Linked DNA regions of Columba livia: region 1 is linked to region 2. The links are chromatin contacts, called in public Hi-C maps. All regions are on one chromosome and are shown on one strand. Each heading gives the region's core, a stretch centred on a gene start, on an enhancer-like site or on the middle of the called end of the contact. The rest is flanking DNA. Distances are from core to core; before and after follow the strand shown.

Region 1 (6,616 bases), core at 2,935-5,434, 190 kb after region 2:
TAAATGAAGCTTTAATCTTCACTATTATGCTGTTCTCAGGTTTAATGCATGTTCTTTGTTTAAGGTACAGAGAAAAAAAAAAATATACATTGTGTTTTGATAAGCGATACGGTGAAAAACAAATCTGACTTCTACTTGTGGTGTCCCTTCATTACCACACAACCAGGCTAAAACACACAGAGATAGTTTATGGCATGTGGCATTACAGACCACAACTGTGCTAACCTGATGAGGCCACAAGCACACATTATGTTCTTCGGGTACATTGACTCACAGCTTGAGTCTGACCTGCGGTTTTCCCTGGCTTCTTTTTTTTAAGATCACAATAAACTGTTCTTCAGCTTGCCTCACAGCTGTAAGCGGCAGATCTGTTGGGATATTTCTATGTTTTGATGATTTGCTTGAGTGGCAAGGGGAGGAAAACAATGCATTTTCTATAGAGCGAATATAAGCTACAATTAGAAAGGCCCTTAAACTCACAGCTCCCCAGCTGCTATGAACTGGCACAGATCCATTAAAACCAATTGGCCAGACTCCCCAGACAGCTCCAATCAGTGTCGCGCCACTGAAGCTGATGAAGCAACACCAATTTGTAGAACCTAGGGATCTGGCCCACAGCCTGCACTGCAGTCCAGAAAGACCATCTGTGTTTAGCAGGATCAGAAGTCAAAAGGAAAGTCTGTGTCCTTATAATTTACTCAATACTATTGAGACAAGTGATTTCTATGGTGTGAAGTCAGGTAGACTAAACAAGAACTATAAGAGATAAAAACCTGATTATTGTTTCTTCCTCAGCATAGCTTCATCAGGGAAAGTTCTGGCATTTTTTGTAACATATCCCATGAGGCAGTGAGATGTGAAGGCAAGAAGAAGATGGGAGAGAAGAGGGACAGGAATAACACTATAAAAATATTCAAGTTATTTAATAAATTATAGGCATGACAAACCAGAGTGTGCTGCCCGCCCATGCCGACTTTATGTCAAACCCATTCCCACTGATGTCAGTGGAAAGTGTGGCGTAACACAATGCTGCTCAGCAGCACAGGGAGGGGCAGCATAAAAGCACAGAAGGCGGCTCAGGTAATTCAGCTTTTTATTTTGGAAACTGTTCTGAAAAAATTGATATTTAAGTTTCCTGGGAGTTTGGATACCATTTTTACCATTCTAATTGTGAAAAGCCAGATGCAGATTAGAACTAAGTAATCAGCACTAGGGTGAAACCATATCAAAGCATCTGGATGCATGTTTTGTGGCTCACTGGTAGAAATCAAAATTATTGTGTGTAGCCCCTCTGAGGTGTCCAGCCGAAAACAGTGTTTTTGTCGTGCTGCCATGGAATAAGCTCAGTCTAAGTTTTCTGTGGTGAAGAATTCATTATTACATTGATAAACTAACTCTGCACACAGGAACCCAGTGAAGAGTTTGCTTACATCCTTAATACATGCACACATGCATGTATTTTCAGGGCACAGAGTGTAAATTAACTGTGAAGACAAGATGCTTTGAATTCCAGAGGACCAAAAACATCCCCACGCATTCTGAGCACCACAGTGTCACTCTGCATCTGCTCATGTAGTCATTATATTTCCTTGAAGATAATTCATAAGAAAGACCAGTAAAAATGGGGCTGTCAGAGAAAATACATCTCTTCTGCTTTGACACAGAAAAAGTTAACTACACCTTACAAGCACTTGCCTTCAGCATTCTTTCTCACCCTGCTCTTAGCTTTCTTGTGGCTCTACCAGCTGCATGACCAATTCCCAAAGGAAACTCTGAAGTGGAAGGTCTGAAGATCTCTCTCAAGACAGACTGTCTCCTCAAGACTGCAAGAGTGAAGTGGGAGCGAAAATGTTTGCACACGGAGTGAGAACTTCTTCCAATGTGCAAAGTTGGAATGACAGAGGAGAGAAATCTCACTTTAACCTTTTATTCTATTTTCAGTGTTTGGAGATGTTTTGAATGACTTTGAGAAAAGATGTGTGTGCTTGAAAGAAAGACTGCCAGCAAAATCAGTGCAAGCAGGCTCCTGCGGCTGGGCTCTACTGGCACTGTGCTGACACAAGGCAAGCAGCTATTCAAGACTAAGCATACCGAGGGCTCTGGCAGTGCTTGGTGCTACCTGCACCACAATGCACAGAGAATGTGTGATGCAAATTCAAGTCTGTAACCACTAGCCACTCACTGAGCAGATTTAAGATTTAAACTCAGCTACATTTGAATAAAGGTATGCACAAATGAAATACTGCTAAACAGCTTTGCATTTCAGTGCTGTAATATTGTGGAGATCAACTTTGCAGAAACAGGGTGAGTTAGGCCCATTCCACAGCTGTGCCATAATAATGAATTCAATCAATTTTTACATATTGCCAGTCGTTCAGCCTTGGTCTAAGGTCTGAAAGAGCCAGAAAGACTTCAGCTTGCCTTCAGTCATCTCCATCACAGAACCTTTTCAGCTAAAACTGGTTCTATCCTTCAGCCGAAGTCATAATTTAATCCACTCTTCACTACAAAGAATTCTATTCCTCTTTGTCAGGTTTGTAGTATGTGATCTACAAACACTGGCATCTTCCTAAGACTTTAAACTTGTCTGCTAATTATCAATAGTAACACAAGAAAAAACATCATATATTTTGATCATATTTATATGGTAACTTTCAGGTCTTTCTAGAAATTAAATTATTGATTTTGAGAGGACTTTCGCTTGGAGCGCTACATTTTCATTTATTTTAAAAAGTACTTTAAAGGCAAGCCTTGGTCTTATTATTAATTTTCAAGAAGTCAATGAAAATGTTTATTTGCCCACCACTTGTACATGTATTCTTTCTTTCATAAACAACCACATTCTTACCATGGGAAACGGAATCTTTGCAAAGTTTTCAACAAGGCAGGCACTTTCCTGAAGATGGTCTTGATTTTTATATAAACCACTCTGGCATCATCTAGTCTGCCTGAAGCTAACACAGATTTCCTACATAAAACACCATAGGAGCTACCAGTCATGGTCATTGCCTACATAATATGACTGAAAGAAAAGGTTTAACATTTTCCAAATTCCTCAAATGCCACAGGTCCTTAACTCTCACCACTTTCAGCAGGACTTGAATGTGTATATTTCACATACAAATCTTAAACAGAAGAAAAATTACTTGTCCACATGGCAACATCTACCTTTTAAGTCTCTGCCTTCCCACTAAAATAATAATTAATCTCAAACCATACATTACAGTCTTAACTATCTTCAAGAAGCATGCTGCTTTTCTAACATGGAACTACCACTGTAAAGACCACAGAAAGCTTTTTTAACAGAATTTACCTAGCTTGTATAAATTGAAGGAAAGGCATGTACCTCAGACAACAAAAAAAGTGGGAATAGGGAGAAGAGATAAAGAGCCAGGTAAGCAGAGTACTACATTATCATCTTAATTAAGTATAATCTGAAAATGGTCCTCGACAGGGCCTTAGACGCTTGGTACGTATTTTTAAAACTACTAAGCTAAATCAAATTAAAATTGGGAAGCTTCTGGTCAAAAAACTGATCCAAAGCCCATTAAAATAATTGTTTATATCGAATTAATTCAAAACATTTATGTGAGGACTTTAACATAGTTGCTATTCAAGAGCTATTGCTGCATAGCTGTCCTCAATGAATACATGCACAACCGTTCTGTTTCCCTGTATGTAAATGCACTTTGCTTAAATGCTTCCAACCTCTTAGTCTCTGGCTTGAGGCAGCAGGGTGACACTGAGGAAGAAAGTACTCTGATGAAACAATGATTCATACACTTTAAATGTCATTCTTAAGCATGCAAGATCTGCACCTCTCATAACACATATTTTGCCATCCTAAAACACATTAGCCATCTTTGTCCTCTTTTCTAAGCAAAAGAAAATCTGTGTTCCAACTCTCCAGTCTCAAGCAATTTCAAAGATTTAATCAAAATTAAGTACTTAAGGGAAGTGATAATTACTTGAGAGACTAAGGTCAAAAGGCCTAAGTGCTACTGTGTCTTCTCATCTTTTTGTGGAGTGCAAAAGATTACATCCTAGCATGGTTTTGAAGATGTATTTTCCTCACACAACAGAACTGTGTCTGCAGAATAACCTTTATCAAATTATTTTACTTATATTGGTGGGGGAGGGCAAAAAAAAAACGAAGATCTTTCCTTTGTTTAAATGCATTTCCTGCCTTCCTTACTGCTATAGACTGTGTTGTGGCAGGCCTATTTATAGTCTAAAGAAAGGAAAAAGCACGACTGGAGGCAGGAAAACTAAGTTGGGAAAGAATAGAAGGAAGTGTGGCTGCCATTTAGCCAAACAATCTAGAACTAATTGAGCTCAAAAGAGCCCCAGCCTCAGTGAGGCTGCTGGGAGTGAACAGAGCACAATCCTGCTTCTCTCTCCAGGGCCCCACCAGGGCTGCTGAGTGTGAGAGTCACATACAGGACACTGCCGAGCAGCAAATAACCTCCACATCTCAACGTGAGAAGAACTCTTTAAAAAAGGGAGTGTACTGAAAGTTAGATACCTATCTAATTCAGGTAAGTGTCTCCTTCTGGCATTTCTGCTTGCTGCATTCTCCATGGCTTTTCAGATGTGGCCAGACTGGTAAATGAAAACAGAACAAGCTTTGGAGAAGGTACTGTATCTGATTTTTAGATAAAGAAATCTGAATTCAATTAAGGATTCTTCAGAACTTTCCTTAAGCAAAGAAGTCTTTGCCATATATCCATATAGTAATTTTGCTGTTTTCCTCACCTGTGTTGTGTTCATTTTATAATCTGTGATTAAGTACTAGAGAAATGTTGATGGTAACTGCATGCCCTAAAGAAAAACAATGAAGTCAACTCTGCATTAGATTAAATATATAGATTTAGAAACAGAGAGAGAGAGAGAGGGAGAAGTATGTGTAATATATATTTACACAAGATGTATTAATTTAGAATACATAAACATATCAAAATGTATATAATTTATAGCTGAAGTTTTGTGATAATTTAGTCATATGAGGTACATTTGAAGGTAGGAACTTAGTCAAAATTAAAGTACCTGAAAGTTTCTATAGGTTTAGAACTTATTATGGCAGGTAATTTTTGTGTGTGCATATGCATAAAAATATACTATATATAGATATCAATATGTATTATTCATTGTGGTTTTGCATTGCAATACCACGTAGTTGTCATTATGAGGTCTAATTTAAACTGACAGTAGAATTCAAGTGGAAATTTTTAATTTTGTTATTTTCTGATACTATACAGTTATACTATCTTGACTACAGGTGTAAAAAGCTCCATCTTAAGACATACCCGTGTGCAGACCATATTAATTCATTGAATTAGCATCAAAAAGACAGAATTTTAAGGGGGGGAAATGAAAAGTTAAGATTGTGTTTGATTTTTTCCAGTTTCCAATATGTCCTTTGCTCTTCTAACAAAGGAAATGCTGTTGTGATTTGAAGGCAGGAGGATAGAAGCGGTAAAGTACTAGATTCAGGATTTCATCATGTAATTTTCATCTTCTTTGAATGATCTGTGAGAATAAGCTTTGTATTACTCTTGTGTGAGCACATTACATTGATGCATATGCCATTCAGATTATTCATTTGTTATTCAGTTGTTGCTTAGGATTAGTGGTTTATTGTAAACAGTTGCTGGTGAGTAAAAAGGAAGTGTGATGTGCTGTTATTCTACTGTATCCCTGTAGGATGCTATTATGTTTAAAGTCTGTTATTGTGAAGATACAAGGCAAAATGTCATCTATGTGAGGGAAAAGCTGTGACAGGACAATTGTGAACTGCAGCAGTCAGTTGAAAATCTGATCCAGGAAGGTGCCAAGCAGCAATTCCAATGGAGCAGATGTTAGTCAATGGTCATAGAAAGGATCAGGCTTTTCTTTATCTGATTTCAAAAATCAGATACAAAAAAAAAAAGGGGGGGGCGGGGGATGGCTAAATAAAAAATGTAAGATTAACTGTGTAACCACCATTATGAAAGACAAGTTTTTGTAAAACTCATAGGATGGAGGTGATAAAATGTACTGATACACTTTCACATTTATCTGTGGAAATTATATTATAGATGGTGCTTAGAAATTGCCTATTTAATACCCTTAGTAGATTCATATACTTAATGAAGAATGAACAGAACAAATTCTGATGAGAGGCGCAGACACAAACCCATTGAAGCGAAGAGAGTTGTTCATACCACTGAGAACAGTTTCTGTTTCTTAGATTATGCTGTATGGCTAACATGACAATGGCTCAGAGCTACCCTGTTCTTTCTTCAATCCCTTCTCCCATTTTAACATCTAGGGCAGGCTCAAAGCAACTCAGAACTTGGGAAAATGTGTCAGCAATACAGCCAGTGGCGCTCAAAACACACTATGCAGTTTCCAAATAAGTCAGATTGTTTTAGAAAGAACTCCATTTTAGAAATGACTGTTAGGTTTTCTGTCTTCAAGAACTTGAGGCTAGTATTTTCAAGCTTGTCTCCGTAACTGCGAGAGTTACTAACCCTAGTTTAAAAAATGGAAACTACTTTACATAGTCAGATAATCAAAGATGTAGCAACTTTAGGGGAAAAAACACACAAACTGCAAGAGTTCACAAGTTCATGAG
Region 2 (6,209 bases), core at 363-2,862:
GACAGTTGTAATTGAAAATGGAATATATTCTTTATGTAATCTGTAATTGTAAAGTATTTATTTACATATATATGTAAAATAATCTGTGAAGACTGACTTTGTACAAACTCTTGGCTAAGATTCACTGCAAAATATAAGAGACTGCTCTTTTAGCTATTTCCTATCTCGTGTACTAAGGGTTTTTTTTATCTTTGACTGCATGTAATTTATTTTCTAGAGCATGGCATTCTAAGATTGGTTCATGTGATGACTGATCAGTTGACGGTCTAAAAAAATAAGATAAATATTTCTTGAAGGTTAATAGCTAGTGTGAGAGTAAATATTTCTGGAGGACATCCATTTTCATCACAATTATGACAGTTCTTTTGTAGATAAGGTATACAGAACATGTGAAACTTCACTGCTTTTTAGTTAGAAGAGCCCTGGACTTGGACTTAGCTGTGATGTCTGTTTAAAAATACTTCATGGAAGCTCTTGACAGAATATTGGACTTCTGTCCAAAAATACTTTGACTTAAGACAAAACACAAAACCCCCACACTTTTTTAAGAAAAGCAAGGACTTTGGGGTAGTATTAGTATTAGAAGCACAGAAAAACTAAAACCTTGGGCTGGAAGTAAAAGCAATCTGGTCCAACACAATTCCCTATAAGAGGTTGCTTGGGGCTTTGTGCAGTTGAGCTTTGAACATTTTGAAGGCTGCAAGGTTGGGTATCTCACAGTATCTCTGGGCACCTGTTGCAATGTTTGACCACTCTCAAGAAAAACAAAACAAACATATGTAGTTGAAATTTCTGTTGTTGCACTTTGATTGTTACCCTTTGTCTCTTTGTATGTGGCTCAGTGTTCTCTATATGTTCTCAAGAGGCAGTTGTAGATTGCAATATCATACCCTTGAGCTGCCTTTTCTTAGACCTGAACATATTCACCTCCTTTAATCTCTCTTGATAGACTCTACGCTCCAGTCTCTCATAGCCTTGGTGGCCCGCTACTGGACTCAGTCTACTGTGTCAGTGTCTTTCTTGGTTTGGGGACACCGTAACTGGACACAATACTCCAGCTGCAGTCTCACAAGTGCCAGATAGAGGTAACAGTCATTCCCTTGACCTGCTTGGCTATGCCATTGCAAATGCAGCCCAATATATGATTGACATTCTTCATGCGGGGACATGCTGCTGACTCGTGTTCAGTTTGTCCACCAGGACCCCCAGGTCACTTTTTGCAGGGCTGCTTTCTAGCCATTTCAGTGCCAGGCCTGCACTGTTGCACAGAGTTGCTCTATCTCAGATACAGGGCTTTGTGTTTGCCTTTGAACATCATGAGCCCATTTCTCCAGCCTGTCAAAATCCCTCAGGCCTACAGCATAACAATCACTCCTCCAAATCGGAGTTGTCTGTGTAATTGCTGAGACTGCATTTTTCCCCTTCTCTGGATCATTAAAAAAGTTGTTGAACAATATTGGTCCCAGTATCGATCTTTAAGGAAAACGAATAGTTACCCATTTAACCTTCTGAGTTGGATTTTGTATCACTGAGTACCACCTATTCAGCCATGCAGTTTTTGCACCCACTTTATAATCCAGTTGTGTTTTACTGATTTTTGTGTAAGGAGACAGCTGTGTCAAACACCTTGCAAAAGTCCAAGGTAAAAAGACTCATCTTACTCATGTACCTAACTAGTCATCTCATCATAAAGTCAAACAAAACAAAAAAAAAATCTTAATCCAAGCTAAAACTAGAAAGTCTGTGAGGACTTCTTAACTTCTTAAAGTTGTAGTTCAATTGTTTTCATTCTCTCTTCGTGATACACTTCCCCTTCAAAGCCAGGAACTTGTATGATACACTGCCTTCTTTGTTCAGGAGGAGACACCGTCTCTTCCCTTGGGCTACACAGGGCAGCTGGAAATAACTGAACTATAATTCCAGCAATGATGTCTTGTAAAGTTAATATTTTTGGTTCTATGCAGAATATTCCATATTAATATTATTAAATCTGATTTTTCCCATTCTTGGGGCAATTTGGGATTTAATCTGTGTTCTTAGGCATGTGTGTGTATGTGTGCTCAGGGCTGATACACCTAGGTGTGTACTTGAGGGTATTGAGTGTATAGAGGGGTCTGAACAAATCCTTGAGTGAGCCATGACCACACTGTTAAGATACAACCATAGACCATTACCTTGGGCTTCAGAGCTTTTGTTTGTAAGTCATATGCTACATATGCCTTGCTAGAGCCCAGAGCCATGGCTGATTCATTCTAAGAAAAGAATGTCTAAATTCTGTGAGCTCGTATCAGCACCATGTGCTTTGAAATGTTGAGGTTGTGCTGCTTTTCAGGCTTCAAAATTTAACTCCAGTGGTCAGAGGTGAGGTTTTCTCAGCAGTTCTTGAGTCCCACCAGTTTGTGTTAGAGAGATGGAAAAGTGGCAGTCTATCTGCAGTGTTAAGCGGATGACTGTATCCCTTCGGTCTAGGCTTCTAACATGTAATGAACTCGCAATGTCCTTGTTACAGGTTTGCTAACACAAGGTGCCTCCAGGGAGAGTCGGGAAAATTAATATTTGATTGTGAGCTACTTGGGGTGGATTCTGAGGTGCCTTTGCACAGTGCTTTTAACAAAACACCTGCTGCAAGGAACTGTAGTGTACCCTGTTATCCCTCAGGTTACTGATTTCTTCCTAATCGACTTGAAAACTCTTTATCTAAGTCAGTTACTCATATTGTCCTGTGAGGCACACTCCTTTTGAGAATGTCAACATAGTATTCCCTCCCACAATCCCAGCAAATTGAACAGAGTCTGCAAGGTAAACAGCTTTTTAATTAAGTTATTGTCTTTGAGTGGTACTGGAATATATTCATGCTTCTGTATAACACCAAAATAGAGACATGCTGAGTTAGGTATACTCCATGTATGTAGAAATAATTGTCTCTGCTTTCAAGGCACTGCTTTTCAGGCAAGTAAATTACTTGTAAAAATACACTGGTGTCAGCTTAGTTGAAAAGACGGCTGTAAGCCACCATTCCAAAACAGTGTGTTTTGGGTTTTTTTTGCTGTGTTTGTTTGTTTTGTTGTTTGTGTTTGTTTGTTTGTTTTTCCCTTAGTTTAAAAAGCTCACGTGTGCCTAGCCATTCAGTGTTGGTATGAGGATATGTGTAGCAGAGGCTTTAATGAGGAGTTTTCAACGTCATTTGCTACTGTGTTGTGAACTGGTATGTTCTGTTCCAGTATGGCTTTTTTTTTTTTTTTTCCTTTTTTTAATTGTGCTGCTATTGGAACTTTTACCATTTATCAAGGAATTATTTCAGGAGATGTTGGGAAACAATCAGAAGAACTTCTTTCCGGTGGTTTGCTAGGGACTGAAGGAGCAAAGCTTTTCATGGGTAGCATGACTGTGTTTTTTAGTATTAGGAAGGAGTATTTGTATTGTTAAAATTTGGCTTGACGTAATACTGTTGTCACGTGGCAGAAAGTCTTTCTAGGCATTCAGTACGTGTACTTTTTAAAAAAGTTGCTCTCTTAGCAAATGTCTGTGATACCAGAAAAGCTATGCAACAATTTTATACTTGATTGAGACTTTTAACCCAAACAGTTAAAAGTAACTCACCCAGGTTAAAGTTTGTTTCTCTAAGCAAATTATAAAAACAGCATTGCACGTAGCCATTTTCCTCGGACCACCTATGGTCAGTAACCTAACAGGAATAATTTTCATGTAATTTTCATTTGCCACACTTTAGACCTGTGGGAATAGATCTCAGTAGGTTAATCTGGAAAACTAATGCCTATTTGGAAAATGGACTGTTAACGTTCAAAGAAAGAAAAACAAAGTGGTTTTTTACTGATATTAGGCATAGAAATGTGGTTTAACAGGGTTCTGTGTTTAGAAAAACTGAGGTGTTTTTGTTTAATGTTGTCATGATTGCTGAATCAGAGATATTTTCCTCTCTTTTAGGTATATTCAGCTTGGAGAAAAGGCTTACTATGTTTGTAGATGTGTCTGCCTTTAGTCATTGAATCAGAAATCTCGCTTAATATTTAATCTTTAACCCTTTAAAATAAAATTAGTTGCAACTATTAGCTGATTTGTATGTTATGGGTATTATATAACTTGTAGTATTGTCTTAACAGTTCCAGTCTATATTGAGAATTCATTCTTAATAACCTTATTAAACAGATAACAAAGACACAAAGAACCCCTCTTCAGGGGGTTCACTTGATCATACCAGTTTGCTAGTGTAGGAGATAACTAGATGTTTCAAGAATCTTCATTTGGAGAATGATGTGTCTTAGACAAAGGCAGATATATTTTCAGGACTGGGCCTATCTGATTAGTTACAAATGCATCAGCGATTTCTGATCTATGAAGAGCCTGTTCCACTCATGATTTAGGAACCCTGAGAGACATATACTTCATCTCCAGTAAAGTTATTTTCTTCAGTGCTAGAGTCTGAACACTTCACTGAGAAGCAGACTTCTTTCTGCTGAGAAGCAGCTTGCATTTTACCTAGGTCCCATAAAGGTTACATATGACATGTATCCTTCTACTTTGATAAATTCCTTCCAGGAATCTATTATATTATACAATATGTAATCAGTTGCTAATCTAACTGCTACCAAGGAGGTTTATTACTCATATCTTGGGTGTTACTGTTGATCAGTATCTGGTGAAAGACACTTTCGTTTGGTTGGGGTTTTTTTTGTTTGCTTGTTGTGGTTTTTTTATGATTGAATTTAATACATGAGTGTAAATGATGAAGAACCCTAGGCAGTTGGAGAAAGCCAAATCTTCTCCTGATGTTGTTGTTCAACTATTGATTGAGACTTTGTAACCAGCCAGTAGCTATTAGACTCTGCAGTAAATCCTTGTTGATTTCCCTCTTGAGCAAATTTTCCCTGCATTATCTCATAAGGCCTTAGAGAGAGGTGTTGGAGGACCAGAAGGTAGACTTTTGGCTAGTTTGAAGTGGTCAGCATAGATAGTGTTTTATGAGCTGTCTATTAGTATGCTCAGAAGTTATGTAGGCAATTAAATCATAACGACTTTGTTAAGCTACTTCCTACACTAAGCAAAGAACCTACTGTTATTCAGGAATTAAAATGCCTCCAGACTAACAGCTCACCAAAGCACTGTAATTATTGGTTGTTGAATTATTGAAATTCTCTGTGCTTGAAAACAAAAAGAACCATAGTTGCTGCTGTTGAGACATGGAATTTCCAGGATAAAGGAAGTATTTACAATAAACCAGCCTTCTTTACAGCTTTTTTGTTACTAATGCAATCTATAGCTTCAAAAATATCTCCTTCAGATGTGATATTTTCTGATAGGCTTTATTTATTGTAATAACTTTTAAAATTTAATGTACTCTTTCTACAGAAAACTTAAAATGCAACTGCAGACGGGCTTTATTAAAAGCCAGAGCACTACTGGAGGATATTAAAAGGAATTCCATGTCAGTTTGGATGCTATGATAAATGATGTTTCAGGCTTGTCAGGGATTTTATAAGCAGTTTAAAATTAGTTTAAAGGAAAACGCTGCTTTCAGATATTCTGTACATTTACTTTGTGTTTTTTGTTTTATTGAAAAGATATTTGAAGATGCAATTCTGCACATTCTGTATTAAGGAAATGAGTTTCAAAAACAAGATAGTCTGTTAAAAGAAGACAGACTATAGTACTACATACTATTATGTCATTGGGCAGTAGGTGGCAAGCTTTGCTTTTCCTTTTACTTAGGGTTTATTTTCATATTGCAGAATGCCAGAATTTTTGGAAAGGGTGGTTTGAATTCAATGGAATATGTCATTTATTGGCAGCACTTTTTTTTTTTTAACTATCTATTTTGTTCATTGTGTATACTTGTCTTTCTTTTGAATGCTGAAGGGAAGCCCCTCTTCTTCAAATGACAGATGGACATAAATCAATACATGTGAGCTGTTGTATTCTCTCATGGCTTCAGCAGGCAGATTACTAATACACAAATGAAAAACAAATGAGTTGCAGTCATAGTCAGTCCCAAATTATTTAGGTTCCTCCTGTCCAACTTTTATTGTGGAGCACAGTACTGCTGGAGGGCGAGGGTGCACGACACCCTCTTCTAACATAATATTTTTTCAAAATGGGACTTACACTTCTAGCTCTGTAACTAATAACTGAAAAAGGAAAACAACAGAATGTTTGTTTTGCTTTTCTCCTTATGTTGTGTCCTGTTCTGTGTC

Evidence for each region. A called contact is a pair of places that touch in the nucleus more often than the background predicts.
Region 1: a contact with region 2 is called in a Hi-C map of liver, with 2.2 times the contacts expected there. The contact joins the promoter of RASGRP3 here to the enhancer-like site in region 2. A contact is called at or near these places in 2 of 2 Hi-C or Micro-C datasets (crop and liver).

The regions. Positions count from the first base shown.
Region 1 is chr3:86,893,130-86,899,745 of bColLiv1.pat.W.v2, forward strand. RASGRP3 (RAS guanyl releasing protein 3) reads left to right here and starts at 4,185. Exons shown (of 17, transcript XM_005503786.3): 1 at 4,185-4,538.
Region 2 is chr3:86,709,104-86,715,312 of bColLiv1.pat.W.v2, forward strand. The region is part of intron 3 of LTBP1 (latent transforming growth factor beta binding protein 1); the gene reads left to right. Among named protein-coding and RNA genes, the nearest start is that of LTBP1, 35 kb to the left of the region's middle. Within about 2 kb of position 1,613, at least 1 of the 3 cell types and tissues checked has an H3K27ac peak away from gene starts, as active enhancers do.